2 separate regions of the Gossypium hirsutum genome follow, and region 2 is linked to region 1. The links are chromatin contacts, called in public Hi-C maps. All regions are on one chromosome and are shown on one strand. The core of a region is the stretch at or near the end of the contact, and the rest is flanking DNA. Distances in the headings are between cores, read along the strand shown.

Region 1 (7,729 bases), core at 3,685-6,184:
AGATGTAAAATTTATGGAAAATTTTTATTTTTTTGAAATACATGTACTGTTATTGTTATATGAAAAATTTAGCTAGGCTTGGAATAAGGATTAAATTGCATGAATTTCATTTTCCGAGCATAGGGACAAAATTGGAATTAATAAAAGTATAGGGGCAAAATGGTACTTTTGCCTAAAATGTAAATTGGATTGAATTGGATATGAAATGTGTTAAATTGAAGTTAAATTCATTTATATAGATCCAGAAAGATCAAATAAGGAGCTAGATCGAGGAAAAGAAAAAGTGTCGGATTAGTACATTTCTATATACGAGCAAGTGTCGAGGTAAGTTCGTGTAACTAATTTGTGTATATTTATATGTTTGAATTGAATGTTATGTATATGTGAATTGTATAAATGCTATGAAAATATGAAATTGATCACATGTTCGATAATGCCCGATAAGTAATAAGTTCCTTTTGAATAAATGAAATTCGATGGCTACAGGATTTCCGTATTGGTTGTGGTCCTACATATGTTGTGGACACATCATAGCTCGAAAGAGCATTCTGTTATAAGCCCTCTCGAGCATCCTGTTACATGGTTCCTACGAGCATCCTGATCGGTATTGATCCTGCATGTGTTGCGGATATACCGCAGCTCTTTGTGAGCGTCTTGTTATATGATCGGTATTGATCCTGCTTATATTGCGGACATACCGCAGCTCTTTATGAGCGTCCCAATATAGGCTCTTTGTGAGCTTCTTGATATGGCTCGCTTGAACTTCCTAATATATGGCTATCCGGAGTTTCCTGTTAAGCTCACATGAGCTTTCTGTTTCAAACTCTTATGAGTTTCCTGTTATATCCCGGATAAGCTTCCTGTTACATGGCTCGAGAGAGTGCTTCCTGATTATGTACTCTAATGAGTACCCCTGAATATGAATTGACGGATTATAGTTTTGTACACTTTGAGTGTACTACATGTGTATTCATCAATATTTCAGAAAAAAATTCAACGGGCAAAGTTATGACATGGTTAAATTGTATTTGAGATGATTTGTCATGGAAATGTATATGTTATGTGGAAATATGACATGAAAAGCATATGTATAAGAAAATTATTACATGATGAGCTCATTCATGTTCTTGGTATTTGTATGAATTACTTAACTGACATGATTAGTGAAATTGTGTGTTTTAGGCTTTAAGCCCAATTGCTTGGATGCCAATTATAAGTTTATTTTAATGAAAATAAATGGTAAGTTAATTCCAGTTATACGAACTTACTAAACATGAAATGCTTATTTTGTTTTATTTTCTCTGTTTTATAGTACTCAGAAGCTCGTGAAGGTTGGAACTTGGTTGGAGACACATCACACTATCCCTCGAACTTCTCGGTATATAAAGCAATCTAACTTTTGGTATAATGGAATGTATAAGCTAAGTTAGGCATAATGATGAAATATTTTGGTTGTAACTGACTATTGGAATGGCTAGTGTAAGGCATATTTTGATGTAATTATATAAAGCCTTATCAAGTTTGATGTGTGATAAAATGGTGATATGATGGGAAGTATACAAACCTATTGATGAATGGTTTAGAATTAGCATAATTGATAAAGCATGCCTATGAGCATAAATGTGTATTTGGCAAGTTTAAAACACTTGCACATATGAGATAATATATCATGCATAAAACTTGGTATTGACATTGATTTGAGGGTTATGAATTGGCTTGTGAATGTGTTTGGATGATGTTGTAGGTGAAAGGCAAATTGGGTGAGAAAAGTGGCCTGAAAATGACATATTTTTCGTCCACACGGGCAGAGATACGGGTGTGTGTCTCAGCCGTATGTGACACATGGCTATGCGTACGGGCGTGTGGTTTGGCCATGTGTCCCTTGCACCTAATTTTTGAAAATTAAATTGTCCACACAGCCTAGCACGCGGGCGTTGAAAATCTGAATTTACTCTCTCACAAAATGGACCCACCTCATCTGCATGTTATATAGGAGGGTGAGGGAAACTTCCTTTATGGCATTGACCCACCTTAATAATGTTCATACAAACGTGAAGCAGGGGCGTTGAAAATCTGAATTTCTGGTTCAACCATATATATTTACATTCGTTTATTTATTTTTAAATTTATTTGTGGGAATTTTGAAATTATATATTTATATTCCAGAGCAACGTTGATGAATAATTTACTTGACTAGAACATTTTTAAAAGAATAAATTCAACACTTTAGCTAAATTTTGATATATATGGTTGTATTAAATGAAATGTAAATGCAAAGAGCATGTTGATCATTATGGGAGGATGCATTATTAAATAGGGTAAAAACATGCATTCCACTAATTTGATTGTTGTGTTTATCCATTCTCAATAGTTGAGTCTCTAATTTTTATTCAACCGTCGATTTAGTTAGTCTGTATTTCATATTTGTTTCAATTACGTGATTTCATTGTTGTTTACTTTGAATTTGTATCTATTAGTTTATATTATGGCTTAATTTAGATATAAAATCAAATCTTAAAAGATTGATTTGAGGATAAGTTAAAAGCTTTGGGTTGAATGATTAAAGGTGTATTCAACTTATCTGAACAAAATTTGGCCACTTGTTGGGGAGAAAAGACGTGGTTTTGGATTTGGTTTAAAATAAAATCAAATTAATTTAAAATATTATTAGTACCGCAAAATGGAACATACAAAAACAACAGCTTCGAAAAGAAGATTAAAAGAAATGCACAACAGAACACCGCCATGCAAAACCCGAAGATGGACAATCAACGAAGCCTGTCATAAGATCTCTCCATTCAAGCTCCATTACTCTTACGATTTCCATTACAGGGAAAGTGTTGGAACAATGGCAGCAACAACCAAACAATGAAACACTAAGAGCATAAGCTCTTCAAACAGCAAGCAGAAACACAAAGCATCAAGAGCATAAGCTCTCGGTTAACAGGCAGAAAAAAGAAAAAGAAAGAACAATGGCAGCAGCTCTTAGAAAAAGAACAAAACAGAAAACAAAGGAGGAAGAAACACTCACAAACGTGCAGCAAGGAGGCAATCTAAGTTTCACAACTGATATGCTTAATTTTTTAATAAGAAAAACAATACATTTATTACTACCTACTACCACTAAGTAGCCTAGTAACTTTAAAAACATTGCTTGTACCTAAACTAGTCATTCAACACCTAAACATATCAAGCTGTCATCAGCTTGTTCATTTCCAAGTAGTTTAATCAACAAAGAAACTAAAGAGAAAAACTTAACTTGCACACAAGCTGATTATGTCAATCAGCACCTAAAAACATCAAAACAATACCAACTTAGTTCATTTTCAACTAAGTAGCTTAACAAAGAATCTAAAGAGAAAACCTTGCTGTTATAGCAAGTACACGTGCTGCAGCATGTCATCAAGCTGCATGCACTTAAACCAAAACATGTAACAGCAGCATGGTTGGCCAATTTCAACAGAAAGTGATGAAACCAAAAAGAAGAGACTTCATCAAACCTCAAGCTTATTTGTTTGTCCCCTAATTAAACTGTCAAACATTTACTTTTTTATCATGAATCTTCAACCCTCCTTTATGTAGAATTTTGTTAATTTCTTGTACAACTTCATCTACCTCTTCATCTCTTTTGATTTTAATGTGGTTACTCATTTCTCTAGCTTTATTTCTTATATTCTCCCCATCTTTCTCTCCCACCACTTGTTTGATCACTTTGACTATCTCTTCTCTTTCAAGGCTCCCATCCTTACCTCTCTTTACCTCTACTCCAACACCAACATCTTGTACAAGCCTAGCATTCAATGGCTGGTCAATATGCATAAGCATAGGCATCGCTATGATTGGAACTCCAAATTTCAAGCTTTCCATTACAGAGCTCCACCCACAGTGACTCACAAATCCCCCAATGCTTGAGTGTTGCAGTATTTTCGCCTGTGGTGCCCAACCTTCCACCATCAGCCCTCTCTCACCAATCCTTTCCAGATATCCTTCAGGTAATGCCTCTTCAAGTTTGGGTTTATCTTTATCTCCAACAGGGAATCTGAGGACCCAAATGAAGTTCACCTCACTAAGCTCAAGCCCCTCAGCAATGGCTTCCCTTTCTTTATTCGAGAGATAATACTCACTCCCGAAGGAAACGAGCACGGTGGAGGCTTTTCTCTTCTTGGTAAGCCATTCAAGTATCTCTTTCTCGTTCTCATGGTGTTCTTCAATGGCGTCTTGAACTAGTGGACCTGTTGGAACTACCTTCTTGTTTAATAGGATTGAAAGATAGTCCATGTATTTCCCTTCAAGCTCACTAAAACTCTTAACCAAAATGATATCCAAAGAGTGTCTAAAGGCCTGAAAAGTCTTTTCTGTATTACTTGAATCAGGTGGAGTACGCCCAAACTCGTTTCTGGAGCTTTTTGTTGGCATAAAGCAATCGTTTATGTAAAATTCAGGAGAGGGAAACTCCTCCCCTTTAAGTTTCTTCCATGCATGAAATGCGAAAAAAGGCCCAGCTGCAGAAGCAGTGTAGAAAAGTATGGCAGGTATGTTGAGTGAGGAAGCAAGTGTAGGTGCCCAGGGTTGATGCAAATCATAAATAAGCAAATCCGGGTTATGGGTTTTCAATATTGTGGCAAACCCATCGCCGGACATTTCGACGGCTTTAAATAGGGCGTTCAATAGATGGGTTGGCAATCCTTTGGTGGTGTGATAGTAAGAAGGAAGCTCAGGCAACAATGGCAGCTTGAGCTCAATGAATTGAATTGAAAGTGAGTGATGAGGTGAAATTTTTGGCTTGATGGAATCAAGATTTGTAGCGGTGGAACAGAAGTAAACGTACAAGTTATGGTTCATGAGCTTCTTGGCTAGCTCTAAGAAGGATGAAATATGGCTATGAGCTAACCATGGGAACATTAACACACGAATTCTCTTTTGCTTTGTATCCATCTCGCTCTTTCTACCTCTCTTTTGCCTTCTATGTTTGATGGATTTATAAATAGATGAAAGTGCAGAATACCAATTATTACGCACATAAAAATTTCAAACAAATGTATATGATATGAAAGAGACAAAAATGGACCCACCCCACGAGCAGGGTCAGGGAAACTTCCTTTATAGCATGGATCCACCTTAATCATGTTCATACAAACGTGAAGCATGGGGCGTTGAAAATCTGAATTTCCAGCTGGAGTAACGTCAATGAACTATTTAAAATTGTATTTCATGAATAATTTATTAATTTTCTTTAAAAGAATATTTTCAACACTTCAGGTAAATTTCATTTATATGTCAATTAAATGCAAAAGAGCATGAAAGGATGCAATATTAAATAGGGGAAAAACAAGCACGATTGTTGTGTGTATTTGTGCAGTCTTATTCAACGCTGAATACTTTTTTTATATTTTTATTCAACCATGAATTTCTTGTAATTTTTTATTCAAAACTCTGCCGCGGTTACAAAATTTCTTTAACCAAACCAACAGTAGCTGTCAAATAAATCACAAAGTTGTTGGGGAACTGAGAAGGGGGAAACAACATTGATTTTACCATTTAACTTATTTCTGCTTCTCAAACCCGCAATACTAATCCATAACTATTCACATCATTTGTTATATTTGGTTAATTCGTGAAATTTTCTTTGTCTCATATGAAGAGATAGATTATTATACGTCGATATCATCACGTTGTTATGGAGAGAGATTCGTTGTAAACCTATTATAGAATTTATATCGTGAATTTTCATCAAACAAGGTAAACATTATATTCAAAAAAGAAATAAAGTGAGAATCAGATCAATGAAATTAAAAGACGTATAACAGGTGCACGCATTATTACTTTTATGCATATTTGTTTACATTCTTTCACATAATTAATTTTAAAGTTCATAAATCTAACAAAATCAATTAATCAATATGAGTTATCAAATTAAATTAATTAATTTATAATGAGTTATTTATTTACATTGTCATTTTATGTTGACCTTTAGTGGCATTAGCAGCGCTTTTTGAAAAACGCCGCTATAGATCGAGTTTTATGGTTTAAGGATTATGGTTTATGGTTTAAGGGTTGGGATTTAGGGGTTAGGATTAGGGGTTTAGGTTTTATGGTTTATGATTTAGGGTTTAGGAGATAAGGGTTTAGGGTTTAATTAGTGTTTTTTAATTTATATATTAAATAGTTTCTTATATAATCATAAAAGAGATAGTATTAATTTTAAAATATTGAATTAATTATCATTATAATTTAGGGTTTAAGGTTTAGGAGTTACTATTTTAAGGTTTATGGATTAAGAGTTTAGAGATTATGGTTTATGGTTTATGGTGTAAGGGTTGGGGTTTAAGGTTTAGGGGTTAAGGGTTAAGAGTTTAGGGTTTAGGGTTTATGTTTTATAATTCTGGGTTTAAGGGATATTTGTTAAGGGTTTAGGGTTTAAAATAATTATTATTTTTTAATTTATATATTAAATAATTTCTTATATAATTGTAAAAGAGATAATATTAATTTTAATATATTAAAATTATGATTATAGTTTAACGTATTTAAGAGATAATAGATATACTTTATATATATTAAATGATTTAGGATTTAAAGTTTACTTGAGATTTGTTAAATGATGAAATTTTATACAATCAATTAATGCTTTTATAATTAAAAATATTTAATCTAAACCATTTGATATATTTAAATATTAGATTTAAAAAAACATTGATAAAAAAAGTAACAGATTGATATGGATAGGTAACTATCTATTTTAGATAGGACCAAATTATAACAAATGAAAATAAAATGCAAAAATAAAAATAAAATACAAAAACTAAAAATTATAATGTTATCTAATTCTTTCAAATATTACTTAAAATTTAAAAAATTATTTATTTAAAATTTAAAAAAAACGCCGCAAAAAGTAAGCAATAGCGATATTTTTGTTGCAAACGCTGCAAAAAAGTTGAGCAACAATGACGTTTTTGGTCCAAACGCCACTAAAAGTCGAACTATAGTAGCATTTTTTTCCCAAACGCCACGATTATTTTTTTGCAAAACAACATTGTTTTGTAATTATATTTTTTTACCCCAAAATTTCAAATGAAATCTCTTCTAATTTTCCCCCTTCTTTAAAATATCTTTTAAAATCTTTAGAGCCACTTCAGCAGCAACAAAAAGTCAAAAACTCCACCAATATGCCATTTTGATGAATCATCCAAAAGAGGGTCGAAGATGCAATCCAAAATAAATTCCTTCTTCAAGCCTCCTTCTCTATCGGTTGAGCGCTCAAATTCACCTCCAGTTTTCAGCGATGATGAGAGCGATGAATTAGCCACCTAGGAGAAGAGTCAGCACACCATTGTTAACACCTACACGCGTAGACCTTCAAATTTTTATGGGTAATTTCTTTTCTACAAAAAGTCTGGATTTTTGTTTTGTTTTATTTTTTAATTTTATTTACTTTTGGTACTTTTTAAGGAATGACAAGAAAAAAGAATCTGGCGATGACAAGTTCGACAAACCCATATCAGAGGCTAGGGTTTCAAGGGAAGAATGTGGTTCAAATGGGAGAAATCTAAATAAGAAGAGAAGTTATGCACAGTTTCATTTGGAGTTAGGTCAATCTGATTTTCTTCTCCATGCCTGTTCAATTTGTGGGGTCAAGTATCCTCCCAGGGATGAAGCTGATGAAAGGAACCATTCCATTTTTCACAAGAATTTCACTCTTGGGGTTCAATTTAGGTTACATCTCTAATTT
Region 2 (7,729 bases), core at 3,484-5,983, 130 kb after region 1:
GTATGACCAATGATCTCATCTGGTAACCAAGTCTGCAATAGGTCAAAGTTCCAATTGCCATCCTCTGTGGTCCTTTCTCTAGGTAAACTGTCGAGACTACTATTGACGAGAGCAGGGATATAGTTGATAAAGAGGCCAGCATTAGGGATCTAGGGGTCCTTCCAGCATTGGATTTTGTTCCCATTACCAACTGACCATATGATGTTTTCACACAAGAGGCCTCAGACTTTAGAGAGTGACTTCCAAAGAAATGAGCTTCGACTCCTCTTGATGCTGTCAGGTAAAGAACTATCCAACCCGTATTTTGATCTGATGACTCAAACCCATAGAGCCTATTCGTCAAAAACCACATTGTATCAAAGCTTCAATAGGAAGGATATGTTTTGGTCGCGTAGATGTCTCATACCCAACCCACCGCGGTCCTTCAGTTGGGATACAGAGTCCCAACCTACAAGTGACATCTTCATCATACCGTTTGTGGTGCCCCAGATGAATGTCCTCGCCAACATTTCAATTTCATCGCATATTTTCTTAGGAATCATCATGGATTGCATGAAATACAATGGGATGAAGAGGAGAACTGACTACGCTAAGGTAGCTCGACCAGCGATAGATAGTTGACGCTCGTTCCAACTTTGTAGCTTCATTCTAACTTTTTCCACCACAAAGTACATGGTGTTGTTTGTAACTCTTTGATGGAAGAGAGGAACTCCAAGATAATGTCCAAGATCGTGAACCTTTTGAAACCCAAGCATATTGCTAAGCATGGATGGCACAGACTCCTCAGCACCTTTAGAGAAGAAAATATTTATTTTCCTAAGATTGACCTTATGTCCTGAGAGCTCAAAAAAGTCATGGAGGATTTCCTTTAGTAATTTGACGTGATTTGCAGAATATGATAAGGTCGTCAACAAAGAAGATATGAGAAAAAGATAGCCCCGAGCGGGAAAGACGTATAGGATTCCAGATTCCTCTCAACAGTGCTAAGTTGATAGAGTGACCTAACCATTCCATGCAAAGGACAAACAGATATGGAGAGAGAGGGCATCCCTGTCCAATTCCCCTAATAGGTTTAATTTAGAGGTTGGGACACCATTCCATATAATCTGTATAGAAGAGTTAGAAATAGTAGATATTATAATGTTTCTGAGGTAGTCAGGGATACCTGCCGCCTGAAGAGAAGTATCAATGAAATATCATCGTACACGATCGTATGCATTCTCCAAGTCAATTTTGATAACCATCCCCTTCCTACTTTTGCTGCTCTTCATTGAGTGGATGACTTCTTAGGCGATGATAATGTTATTAGTGATATTTCTTCATGTAATAAATCTGACTTGTTGTTGCACAATAATTTTTGGGAAGATGTGCTTGAAACGGTTAGCAATAACCTTTATCACCAATTTGTAAAGGACAGTACATAAGCTTATGGGACGGAATTGAAAGAAATCCTCTGGGTTTTGGATTTTGGGTATAAGAACAATCAGCGTGTTATTTACCTCAGCATCAATATTACCTCCAGTGAAAACCTTTTTGACCCAATCACATACCGCTGTCCTAACAATATCCCATTGCTTCTGGAAGAAGAGGGCATAAAAACCACCACTGCCTGGCCCTTTAAGCAAAGCCATGTCAAAAAGAGTAATCTTGATCTTCTCATCTATAACCAATCTACTCAAAATGTTGAAGTCAGAGAAGTCGAGTTTAGGAAACTTGTGGGGGGCAGCCTCCTCATAGGGCCAGGGTCTGGTAAAAATTAGTAGCTTCCGTTTCAATAGCCTTTGGGTCAAAAATCCAGTCCCCAGTAGAGTTACGAATAGCGGTTATGCTGTTATTCTTTCTTTTCTGTAGGGCACGAGCGTGAAAGAATTTGGTGTTGCAGTCCCCTAAGTGAAGCCAATCACATCTAGCATTTTGCTTCCAAAGGATTTTCTCATGATGTAGCACATTCTCCAGCTCTTGCCTTAATTCCAATTCATGAGAGGCTAAGAGATTAGAACCCAAAATGTTCATCTTCTTCTGGACTGTAGAAAGTTTATGAATCAAATTTCTCTTGCGAGTAGTGATGTGGCCATAGACGGACTTATTGCAATCCTTTAAATCATCCGTGAGCAGGGCTAAAGACTCTGACATAAAACCTCTAAAATCCCACTGATCCTTGACAAATTTTCCAAAATCTGGATATTCAGTCCACCCTGCAAGAAATCGAAACGGTCTTCCTCTAGGCAAGGTAAACTCCGGCTTAAGATTTACGAGAATGGGTCTATGATCAGACTTAATCTTCGACAAATGAGTAATCAAGCTACTTGGGAAGTTTTTAAGCCAGGCTTTATTTCCTAAAGCACGATCCAACCTTTCAAACAGATTGCCCCGGTGCCATGTAAAAGGAGGACCTCTAACTCCCAAGTCGTGTAACTCAGTTAAATTCACAAAATCACCAAAATAGGGATATCTCTTCCCTAGCAAAAGGCCCCCTATTTTCTCAATAGAAGATAAGATTGTGTTGAAGTCACCGGTAATCACTCATGGAATATAACCCATAGGACTAGATAACCTCAGATTTCGCCAAAGATCTTGGCATTTTTTATAGTTAGGGCTACCATACACAAATGACACCATGAAAGATGATGAGTGAGAATTAGACCAAACCTAGGCTAGAATAAATTGCAAGTGATTATGGACCACCTCCACTTGAACTGAATCTTTACAACCAAGCCAAATGCCCCCGGTGTAACCAATAGCCTCCACACGATGTGAAAACTAAAATCCTAAATTTGTAATTATTTTATCCACTTTCGAGCCACTGACTCTCTTTTCAAGCAAACGGATACTTTCTGGTTTATACTCCATATTATATTCTCAAAAAATACGGGGAAATCTTGCATTGGCACAACCCTGATAATTCTATGAAAAAAATGAAATAGTCATGTAAAATTAACGAGGAGAACAAAATGCATACCGTTAATGTTGAGGCTCACTGGTGTCGCTAGGGTCGGATTCATCATACAATTCAGTGTCCTTTTCATTTGTCAACTTCGTTGAGATAAGATTCACCATTTCTTCCACTATGTCGGCTAGGGAAACTCGGGTGTTTATTGATGTTTTCAAACGACTACCCCTTCCTCGCATAGCAATATTGGATTTTTTACCTCCATGGGAAACACTAATTTTACCATAAATTTTCCGTTCTTTACTTCCTGAGCTATTAGTTCCTAAAGGTTCTAAGTGTCAACTTTTGGTGCGACCAATGGAATTCGGAATTTCCTTAAAAGTGACCACAGAGTGTTTTCCAGGGTCTAAAATACCTTCTGTTAATTGGACAACAACCTCTTTCGGGTATTCAGAACCAGGTTTAAAAAGCACTGTGGTGTTGTCTAATTTGGGCTTGTTTGCATGTCTAGAGCTTCCACTTGGGCCAGCTAGCAAATCGGCCTGTTCGTTAGGGACTTGGACTGATGCCCCTGAACCCATAGGCTCCAAATGTGACATGAATTTGTCTTTTGGTGACCTGCCATTTGTTTGACTTTTGCTTTTGGAGTTTTTTTCCTTGTCATTCGAGATAGTAAGTTTTGGGATAAGGCATAAAACGGTTGTTATTTAGCACCGAATGGGAAGCTGATTCAGGCTCTAACGAAAGTGTTTGATTTTTCTTTCCTTTTTTGGCTTTCGGGTAACCGCTGGCTTCCTGCAAGGGGTTAGGCAAAAAGGTTGTAGGTTCCTGCAGGCTATCTTCAGGGTTCAGTATGGAAAGGCAGCAAATCGTTGTGATGATGAGGCGCCTTTAGCTTGGTTCGCCGGACGGCCATCGTTTCTAACAACTGTCGACTACTTTTTGTTACGGTGATTCAGCACTTGTATCCAAGGGCCATAAAAGTCTTGGTCCTTGGTGTTGAGGTCCGACTCCCCCACCCTACTCGTTAGAGTTTGCGCTGTTGTTTCTTCCATGGCAATGATCGGCTAATTCACTGTTTGTTCCTTTGGGCCCTGACTGCAGTTTTCCTTGATGTGGCTTACCTTACCACAGGTGTAGTAGATGGACGGGAGGCTTTCGTAAACTATTGTTTGTTTCTTCCTGTCAACACCGATGAATGGCACAAGGGGTTTAGAGATATCCACCACCACGGCTACTCTAGCAAACTTGCCCCTTGTCCCATCGATGGTATTGTAGTCAACCTTGACTACGTTGCCAATGACAGAAGCCAATGCTCTCACTAGTCCCTTTGTGTAATAGAAATAATGGAGCCCTGGTAACCTTATCCACGCAATGATCTTGGATGGGTAGTTCTCCTCTGTAAAGAAATACCGATTCCATGGTTGCACCACCAGGTAGTGCCCGTACACCATCCAAGGGACGCCCATGATAACTCTGTTATAGTCGTTCTGGCTAGCAAGTTTTACTAGAAAGTAGTTATTGTCCAGGTCAACTATTTTGTAGTCGCCTGTTAGTTCCCAAAGGCTTTTGATTTTGTTGGCTAATGCTCTGTATCCGATTGGTCTGCCTAGCATTCGTACTATCACCATTTGCTTGTTATGCTCATCGATCAAATAGTGGACTCTTGTCGAGAAGCACACCTGGGGATAGGGTCCATCCATGGATATTGAGACATCATCGTCAAGGAGTGTAACCTCCTCTTCTTCGTTCAAAGGCATGCGCATGCCCACCCTTGGGATTGTACTACTGTTGTCTAAAAGTATTTCTTTAAAGAAGGGCTTGTTTGGTGCTGGTTCTAGCATCACCAGATCATCACCATCTGTTAAGGCGGTGTCTTTGTTTTTTATTTTCTTAGTCGCCCTTAGCAGCTCCGTCGGGATTAAATCGCCGGAGCATTCGTTGCTGTTGATAGCATCTGAGGGTTCGTTGTTGTTCACGTTTTATCTCTCTATACTTCAAAAATTTTTGCTTCTATTGCATATTCCTCTTTCTTTTATCTAGATATTCCATTTTTGATCCTTCATATAAATGATGTTGGACAAAAACAATGGTTTTTGCTTTGTCTATATAAAAAGTCAAATTCCTTTATACTCATAAATCATATATGGCTTTATTAGAAATAATCTAGTAGGCAATGTAGCTATCATATCAATGATATATGTTATGAAATATATACATATTTAAGCAAAAATATTCAAGTTGTTGATACTTTAATATTATTCAAAGTCTAAAAAAACATACCATGAAATATATAAAACATAAATTCATACTTAAATATGAAAAAAAAAAGAGTATCATTTTTAACTTTTTTTCATTTAGAATATTAAAAATCTCAAAATCTTTCATTCATGCATAGAAAATCGCATGTCTTAGGATTGTTGCTTCAATAAGGACATTGTACATCTAGATTACTTTTTCTCCAATGAAATATTGAATGCTATCGAACAAGATCGTGTTGATAACGTGTTATGAAATAATAATAATGCAAAGAACACAAGAATAATAGATGAGAATAATTGGGATTTCTATTGAATTTCTCTTCTTTTTCATCATCATTACAATTAGTATACTCCTATATATATATAGGGAGATTAGACTTCTAATTTTCTAATACATCAATAGGAAATGAAAGGTGAAGAGTTAAGGAAGTTGAAAGGTTGATTATAATAAGCATCTACTTAATAATATTCATAACATCAATTTAATTTTACAAATAAAAATTTTGAATTTTATATTTATTATTTAAATCCATTTTATTTTAAAAAATACAAGGATGTGAATTCAAATATGGGAATCAATTATCACCTTACTTCTTAAAACTTTGATTTTAAAATCTCTTTAATCTTACTAAATTTGAATATTTAGCATATCGATTACACAAAAAAAGATATAATTAATTTATATTTTTGGGCTTCACCTATGTCCATTCATAGCTCTTGGTAGGACCATGACACCTTCTTTTTGTGTAAGAGCCCCACTATTGGCATTGGGCCAGACTCTATCTAAAGTCAAGTTGTGTTTATTGAAAAATTATAAAACTCATTTTCGACCCAACAAATTTTCTTTTGTTTTTTCTTTTAAATGGTTGCTTTTGACAATTTTGTGTTGTTTTTATCCTTTTTGTCTCTTATGTAATGTTTCAAAAGCAACCTTGGAACCAGCATATCCTCAAAGCTAGAGAAGATGAGATTATGAGTTTGGTCGATTTCGTCGCTAAATTTAATATAAAGATTGTACACGTGAAATTTGTTCTAAATTTGTATTCATGTCTTATATCCCCGCCTTTGCCATTACTTCTTGTCGCCGTCTCCGGTCAAGAAGGGTGCTAATCGCTCCCCTCCTCCCTTTCTCCTTTTACAATTTTTTTTTATATCGGATTGTATTAATCAATTTAACTGGTTAAATCAAAAACTGATGGATGCATTAATTCGAAAAAAATATTAAATTGAATTTTGAGTAAATTTAAAAATCGCAATCGATTGAACTAGTAAAAAAATTGTAAATCCCTTATAATATATTTTAAACTTTTGGCCCAAATAAAAAGCTAACATAAAAAATGCAACAAAAAATAAAACAAAGCCTAAATGAATTTATCGAAATCTAAGTTAGTATATTCCTATCATTCATCAGTAATTAGAGTGAAAAAATTTAAGCTAGATGAGTGGTATTGTTATGGAGAATATTTAATTAATGTTTATGTCATTATTGTTATTTTATTTATGTTTATAATTTTTTTAGTTTTTTTTTATCTTTTATTTTTTAAACGGTTCAACCAACAGTCTAATTAATTGAATTGATTAAACCTAGATTTTTCCTCCATCAATCACCATGAGATCACTTCCTAACATCCACCTAACATAAGTGAGAGTTCAAATTGCTCAAATCTTTGGTTGGAGATCCCAAACTATTGAAAGAGGGAGAAAGCTCTAGCGCCTTTGAGAGCTTTATGCCAACAATCCTCATGGTCGTAGGGCAGTCGGTCAACATACAGCCTCATCGACCATCAACTAATTTTTCGGCTTGAAGAGGCTTAGTTCTTTCGAATAATAAAATTATTGTTTCATATTTAGAGATGCTTCTATTGCCACAACGATAAGAATTTAGATAAAAAAAAATTCGTATCAATGATCTTCTCCATGGTTGGTTGGCAGAAGTAACGTGCATGAGTCTCTCCTTGCTCCAACTTTATTGACGAGAAGACCTGAATCAAGCAATGGCTACTTGTTCTTTTCTTCATAGAGTGTTAGGTTAGCTTTGTCTTGTACGAAACTGAGTTACTCGACTACTTCTCCCACTATGTAAATTTGGGTTTGAATTCTTTATAGTATTGGATGTTAGTCCTTGTAACCCTTGCTTTATAAAATGAAATGTCTAATAAAAAAATAGTAACAATAGTCTTGATGAAGTTTTTAGATTCTATATTTAAAATAAAAAATATAAAGAAAGAAATAATATTTGGCGTATTACCGATGCATAAGTTTCACACATTGTTGGTGAACAATATGTCATCTCATCATTGAATAAAAAAATAGATATTAAAAACTCTAATTAAACATTTAAATATTAAATATAATTATTACATTTTTCTCTTTCTCGGATATTAAAATATTATTTTTTTATATCAACTTTTTTGTTTTTAATAATTAAATTTAAGTAAAAACATTTGTTTTTATTAACAAACCGTAATTGGAACGCAAAGCATGCCAAACATTTGGACATTTGAAATTTAGCTCTTAATCCTTTTGTAGATATTTTCTTTCAATTAATTTTGAAGTTAAAATTAAATTATTTTCTTTT

The links. Hi-C and Micro-C count contacts between places; a contact is called where the count stands out from the background.
Region 2: a contact with region 1 is called in a Hi-C map of leaf, with 2.7 times the contacts expected there. The contact joins the promoter of LOC107921645 here to the promoter of LOC107921064 in region 1. A contact is called at or near these places in 7 of 34 Hi-C or Micro-C datasets (anther, hypocotyl, leaf and 1 more).

Annotation. Positions count from the first base shown.
Region 1 is chrD01:27,073,416-27,081,144 of Gossypium_hirsutum_v2.1, forward strand. LOC107921064 (UDP-glucosyltransferase 29) reads right to left here and starts at 4,935. Exons shown (of 1, transcript XM_016850917.2): 1 at 3,535-4,935. The coding sequence starts at 4,935. The coding sequence ends at 3,535. It also overlaps the pseudogene LOC107921646.
Region 2 is chrD01:27,204,958-27,212,686 of Gossypium_hirsutum_v2.1, forward strand. It overlaps LOC107921645, which reads right to left and starts at 4,734. Exons shown (of 1, transcript XM_016851474.1): 1 at 3,958-4,734. The coding sequence starts at 4,734. The coding sequence ends at 3,958.